Linked DNA regions of Mus musculus: region 1 is linked to region 2. Evidence: chromatin contacts called from public HiChIP or PLAC-seq data. All regions are on one chromosome and are shown on one strand. Each heading gives the region's core, a stretch centred on a gene start, on an enhancer-like site or on the middle of the called end of the contact. The rest is flanking DNA. Distances are from core to core; before and after follow the strand shown. Region 1 holds the start of Tipin (timeless interacting protein). Region 2 overlaps Zwilch (zwilch kinetochore protein).

What was found. HiChIP or PLAC-seq counts read pairs in DNA pulled down with a chosen protein or histone mark.
Region 1: a contact with region 2 is called in an H3K27ac HiChIP or PLAC-seq map of microglia, with 7 times the contacts expected there. The contact joins the promoter of Tipin here to the enhancer-like site in region 2. A contact is called at or near these places in 14 of 39 promoter capture datasets (the 3T3-L1 cell line, the C10 cell line, cranial neural crest and 7 more), 4 of 15 datasets of contacts at CTCF or cohesin (embryonic stem cells, large pre-B cells, liver and 1 more), 107 of 484 Hi-C or Micro-C datasets (the 63-12 cell line, the AML12 cell line, the AtT-20 cell line and 62 more), 22 of 115 datasets of contacts at active chromatin or transcription factors (the 230-238 cell line, the HPC-7 cell line, the SCID.adh cell line and 10 more) and 4 of 9 other capture datasets (adipose tissue, liver, macrophages and 1 more).

What each region holds. Positions count from the first base shown.
Region 1 is chr9:64,280,331-64,283,030 of GRCm38.p6, forward strand. It overlaps Tipin (timeless interacting protein), which reads left to right and starts at 1,255. Exons shown (of 8, transcript NM_001324557.1): 1 at 1,255-1,317.
Region 2 is chr9:64,141,958-64,144,657 of GRCm38.p6, forward strand. It overlaps Zwilch (zwilch kinetochore protein), which reads right to left. Exons shown (of 19, transcript NM_026507.4): 17 at 2,123-2,235. Among named protein-coding and RNA genes, the nearest start is that of Lctl, 26 kb to the left of the region's middle. Within about 2 kb of position 1,409, at least 4 of the 459 cell types and tissues checked have an H3K27ac peak or open chromatin away from gene starts, as enhancers often do. A contact at or near this core is called in B cells and microglia, where this site is marked.

The DNA.
Region 1 (2,700 bases), core at 5-2,504, 140 kb after region 2:
GTACTCTTAATGGTTAAGCCATCTGTATGTCTCAGCCCCCCCCCCCCCCCTTTGAGACAGGGTCTCTCACTGTGCCTGGAACACATCAGTTAAACCTGGCTGGCTGGCTAGCCAGCTGGAGGAATCTGATTTTTGCCTTCTCAGAATCGGGATTCCGGGTAATATCAAGCTGTTTTTTAACCTGGGTATTGGAGATCTGAACTCAGCTCATCATGCAATGTGGGGGAGTCCTTTACCCTCTGAGGGATCTCCCCAACCCTGCCCTCCCTTTTTGTTGTTTGTTTTGAAACAATATCTCACTGTGTAGCACTGGATGGCCTGGAACTCCAGGGATCTGCCTAAGATTAAAGGTAAACACTGGATCCAATACTTTTTTTTTTTTTTTTTTTTTTTTTGATTTTTCGAGACAGGGTTTCTCTGTGTAGCTCTGGCTGTCCTGGAACTCACTTTGTAGATCAGGCTGGCCTCGAACTCAGAAATCCACCTGCCTCTGCCTCCCAAGTGCTGGGATTAAAGGCGTGTGCCACCTCGCCCGGCCGGATTCAATACTTTTAAAGAAAACAGGGAACCCTCCTTTTTTTGTTGTTGACATATTTCTTTTTTCTTTCTTAAAGATTTATTTTATGTATGTGAGTACACTGTAGCTGTCTTCAGACACTCCAGAAGAAGGCATCAGATCCCATTACAGATGATTGTGAGCCACCATGTGGTTGCTGGGGAATCGAACTCAGGACCTCTGGAAGAGCAGTCAGGGCTCTAGTCACTGAGCCCTCTCTCCAGCTCTTGACATATTTCTTTGGGTCTACACGTCTAACCCTAACTACAAACTACAATCTTTTCCTCATATCTTTATTTAATTAACAAAATTCATAGTCGTGGCATTTTGCTATTCTGAAGATGCAGTAATTTTCCAGCCAAAGTTGTTTGACACTACGTTTTACTCCTCTACAAATCAGTTTTCTTTTCTTTCTTTTTTTTTTTTTTCTCGTAGACGCTGGCCTGGAACCTGTGGCGATCCTCCTACCTCAGCCTCCGAGTGCTGGGATTCCAGGCGTGCACTATTATGCCTGGCTTCCATCGTTCGTGTTCTAAACCCGGAGACCTATTTCTGGAGCTAATAAAGCGCCCAGAACTCATTGCCGTCCCAGACATTCCGGATGGGTAGGCGGGCTTCCGAGCGCGGTGGGCGGGGCTCAGACCCTTAGGCTCCTCCCACGCCTCTTCGCCTACCCTTGGCGCCAAATTTCTCAGCTTGTCTCGCGGAGCCGAGTCTCGCGAGAAGCGGTGTTGGCGCGCTTGGCGGCGGCCGCTGTCTAGGTGAGGTGAGACCGGTTTCTGTGAGCGCAGATTTTGGAAGTGGAGCCCGCGTTGCAAAGGCGGCGCGGGGCGCGGGAGATGGGGTCTCACCCAGGAGCCAGGCGGAAGCGGGGCTGAGGAGGAGCGGGCGGAGCGGGTGGGAGGCGCCGCGGGAGGATGGCGGGCCTGCACCGGAGCCGCGCGCACGGACCTAGCTGAGAGGGAGGCTGGGAAGCGGACTCGAGGGGAGGCGAGGGAGAGGTGACATCCCTAGGGCTGGCGCCGACGGTGGGACGAGAGTGAGGGTGGTGGGACTTCCTTTAGGGCGAGGAGCTCCTGTTTTGACAACTAGGGAAAACGGTAGGTTGGAAACAGGTCCGGGAAGGACTTGTGGATCGGATGTTGAATTTGTCACGCACACTGCTCTGGGAGTTTGAGGACCTGGAGGGGGAAAGAGACTTAACTCGTTAGTGTCTAAAACACGTGTGACAGTTGTCAAGGAGAGAAGGAAGGGCTGTGAACATCTAATTCTTTACAAACACTGAGAGAAACCAGTTTACTGATAAGCCCCACTGTGCTTTTTTGGTTAATTGCTGGTTATTGTAGTTTTAAGTCCTGTTCTCAAACTCCCATTAGAATGGGATTGAGTGTACTAACTAGATGTTTTGAGGATTGGGGTGCTTGTTCTGGGCCTGGAACCCAGGCCAAGTGGTCCTAGGTAGAGTTATAATCTACCCTTGGTTCCCACATTTAAAGGTACTCAAAGACGTAGCGGTTTATTATCAGGAGCCAGTACTTTGTTTTTATAAATTTACGGTCACAAATTTAGAATTGGGGACAGCTAGTAAAGGCGATATAGTGCTGGGGAACAAGCCTTACTGAGTGTGATCCCTGGGTCTCATGCAAAGCTGGAAGGAAAGAATTGACTCTACCCACAGAGTCCTTTGCTACTTTGTGGATTCTTTCTTCCACCCTTCTCTACCCTTAATCTACCCTTTAGGCTCCCTAAAAAACGAGAGGATAGGGGGAAAAATGGCAACATTATCTTTACCCTGCAGATGAGGAGTGTCAAGTTCCTTGGGGCATGTTTGAGGCAAGGTGAGGACCTTGAGGATGTGTTATTTCTTCTCTTGCTCACCACTAAACAAAACCACAGCCAACAGCAAGCAGTCAATCCTGGCCTTTACCCTCTGAAAAGTCCTGAGGAAGCTATCTGCAGTTAGCAGAATCGCCGTTACAGCATTAGAGCTCAAGGCCTGTCATACCAGCTGCTGTGGGCAATCTGAAGCAGCCAATTCCCATACCAGGAGTTAAAATGAAGAAATAATATTTCTGTGCTTTTTTAAAAAAAAGATTTATTAATTTTATGTATGTAAGTATACTGTAGCTGCTTAGACACACCAG
Region 2 (2,700 bases), core at 159-2,658:
AGCCACAATGTGGTGGTTGGGATTTGAACTCAGTATCTCTGGAAGAATAGTCAGTGCTCTTTAACCACTGAGCCATCTCTCCAGCCCTGCACTTTTTACTTTTGAGATGACCTCTGAATTTCCTTTTGGGTAAACTGTTCATGCCTTCCCACTGAGTTTTTTAAGTGCATGTGTACACATGCATGTATGCATGTTTTGGTTTTTAAGACAGGGTCTCTATGTGTAGATCTGGCTGTCCTGGAACATGTTTTGTAGTCAAGGCTGGCCTTAAACATAGAGATCCATTTGCCTCAGCCTCAAGTACTTGCAAAGATTTTTTTGTAGTATACTAGGACATGTTCCTCTTCTGAACACATGCCATAAATGTGCTTTTCTAGTTTACTATGTCTGTTGCTTGGCCTAAATATATATATATTAGATAAATATGTATATAATTTTTTCTCTTTTTTATATACCTGGAATTTAAAAAAGGATTATATTTAAAATTGTATGTGCATTGAAGGTGCCCACAAAAACCAGAAGAGGGCATTGAATCTTTTGCAACCGGAGTTAAAAGTAGCTTTGAATTGCCTGATGTGGATGCTAGGAACTGAACCCAAGTACTCTGCAAGGTCACCTCTGAACCATCTCTCCAACATCCACAGCTGATTTTAACCCCCTTTAGATTTTAAGTTTTATATCATACTTAAAACACATGGCATGGGGGCTGGAGAGATGGCTCAGCCGTTAAAAGCACTGGCTGCTTTTCCAGAGGTCCTGAGTTCATTTCCCAGCAACCACATGGTGGCTGACAACCATCTGTAATGGGATCTGATGCTCTCTGGTTATATCTGAAGCAATAGTGTACTTATATACATAAAATAAATCTGAGGGGGCTGGTGCGATGGCTCAGTGGTTAAGAGCGCCGACTGCTCTTCCGAAGGTCCCGAGTTCAAATCCCAGCAACCACATGGTGGCTCATAACCATCCGTAACGAAATCTGATGCCCTCTTCTGGAGTTTCTGAGGACAGCTACAATGTACTTACATATAATAAATAAATAAATCTTAAAAAAAAAAAAAAAAAAAGAAAAGAAATCTGAAAAAAAATAAACCAAACAAACAAACAAAAAACCACATGCTATGATTTTAACTGATGGCTCCCAGGAAAAATTTTTTTAGTTTAATGATTTCTGCATGTTTATCTATCTATGAGAGACAGAATCCCCTGGGAAATAGGAGTGGGCATGTTGTGGGGTCTTGTCTTAATTGTGTTAACTGAAGTGTGAAGACTTGCTCAGTATAGACAGACCATCATCCCTGGGCCGGCCACTCTGGACAGCTTTAAAGTGGGGAAAGTAAGCGGACACGAGCACACAGGCACTGCCTTCTTCTGCTGACTAAGGGATCTCTAGCAACAGCTACTCAAGCTCCTTCTGCTTTGACTTCCTTACCATGGTGAGTGGAGATCTGTGAGAGGAAATAAAACCATTCACCCTTCACGGCTTCTGTCAGAGAATTTTATCATAGTAACAGGAAAAGAAACTAAGACATAAATCAGTACCAAAAGTAGGGTGGAAATTATATGGTGACAGGGACCAAGTGGTGGTAGAGATGTCTTGGTTGGTATTGATTTCAGATCGTTAGACTAGTGAATCATTTGGGAGATGGGCATCTGAGCATGTCTGTGAGAGATGTTCTTATGTTAAGTGACGTGGGCCGACCCACCGTATTGGATGGTGTGAGTGGAGGAAGGGAACTCAGCAACCCATGCACTCTGCTTCCTGACTGTGAGCAAGTACAATTGGCTGCTTGTTTTAAGCTCCTGATGCCTTGAAGACAGAATCAGATCCCATTACAGATGGTTGTGAGCCACCATGTGGTTGCTGGGAATTGAACTCAGGACCTCTGGAAAAGCAGTCAGTGCTCTTAACCACTGAGCCAGCCCCAGCAAAGGTTCTTTTTATCCAGGATAATAAGAAAAAGCACTCACAAGTGATTATTATACTTTGAATTTTTCTAAAACTCACAATGGCACAAAAGTCAGATTTTCTTTTAAAGTCTGTTTTATACCTACAGTTCAGGGAAAGACCTGCAACAATGATTCCTCCCATAAAGATTTAATGACTACATAGCATCTTTACCAGGCCTGTGGAAACTGGAATGGTCTACAGGGGAGCTGTCACTCAGTTGCCACACTGTTTTCACCCTCTTCTGACTATTGCTGAGCTCCACTCTCCATTTCTGCGGCTTCTCACTGAAGAAAAAAATACCAAAAGAAAATTAAAATGAATAAGTAAACTACTAATAACCAAACAGTAGCTCTTCCTTCCTTCCTTCCTTCCTTCCTTCCTTCCTTCCTTCCTTCCTTCCTTCCTTCCTTCCTTCCTTCCTTCCTGTCATCCAGTGAAATCCACGTGTGACAAGCACTGAGTACGGATATAAATAGGCCACAATCCCTGAGCTGGAGAAGTACAGTCAAGAAAGGGGGAGAGAAAAACATACACACATGTCAAAGAAAAACAATTTTTTTTAAAAGCAGTAATAGTCTAGGGCTGGAGAGATGGCTCAGGAGTTAAGAATACTGGATGCTCTTTCCAGAAGAGAAGGGTTTAATTCCCAGCACCCACATTCAGCTCACATATCTCTAATCCAATTCCAGGGCTTTTGACACCCTCACACAGCCATACATGCAGGCAAAACACTAATGAACATAAACGAA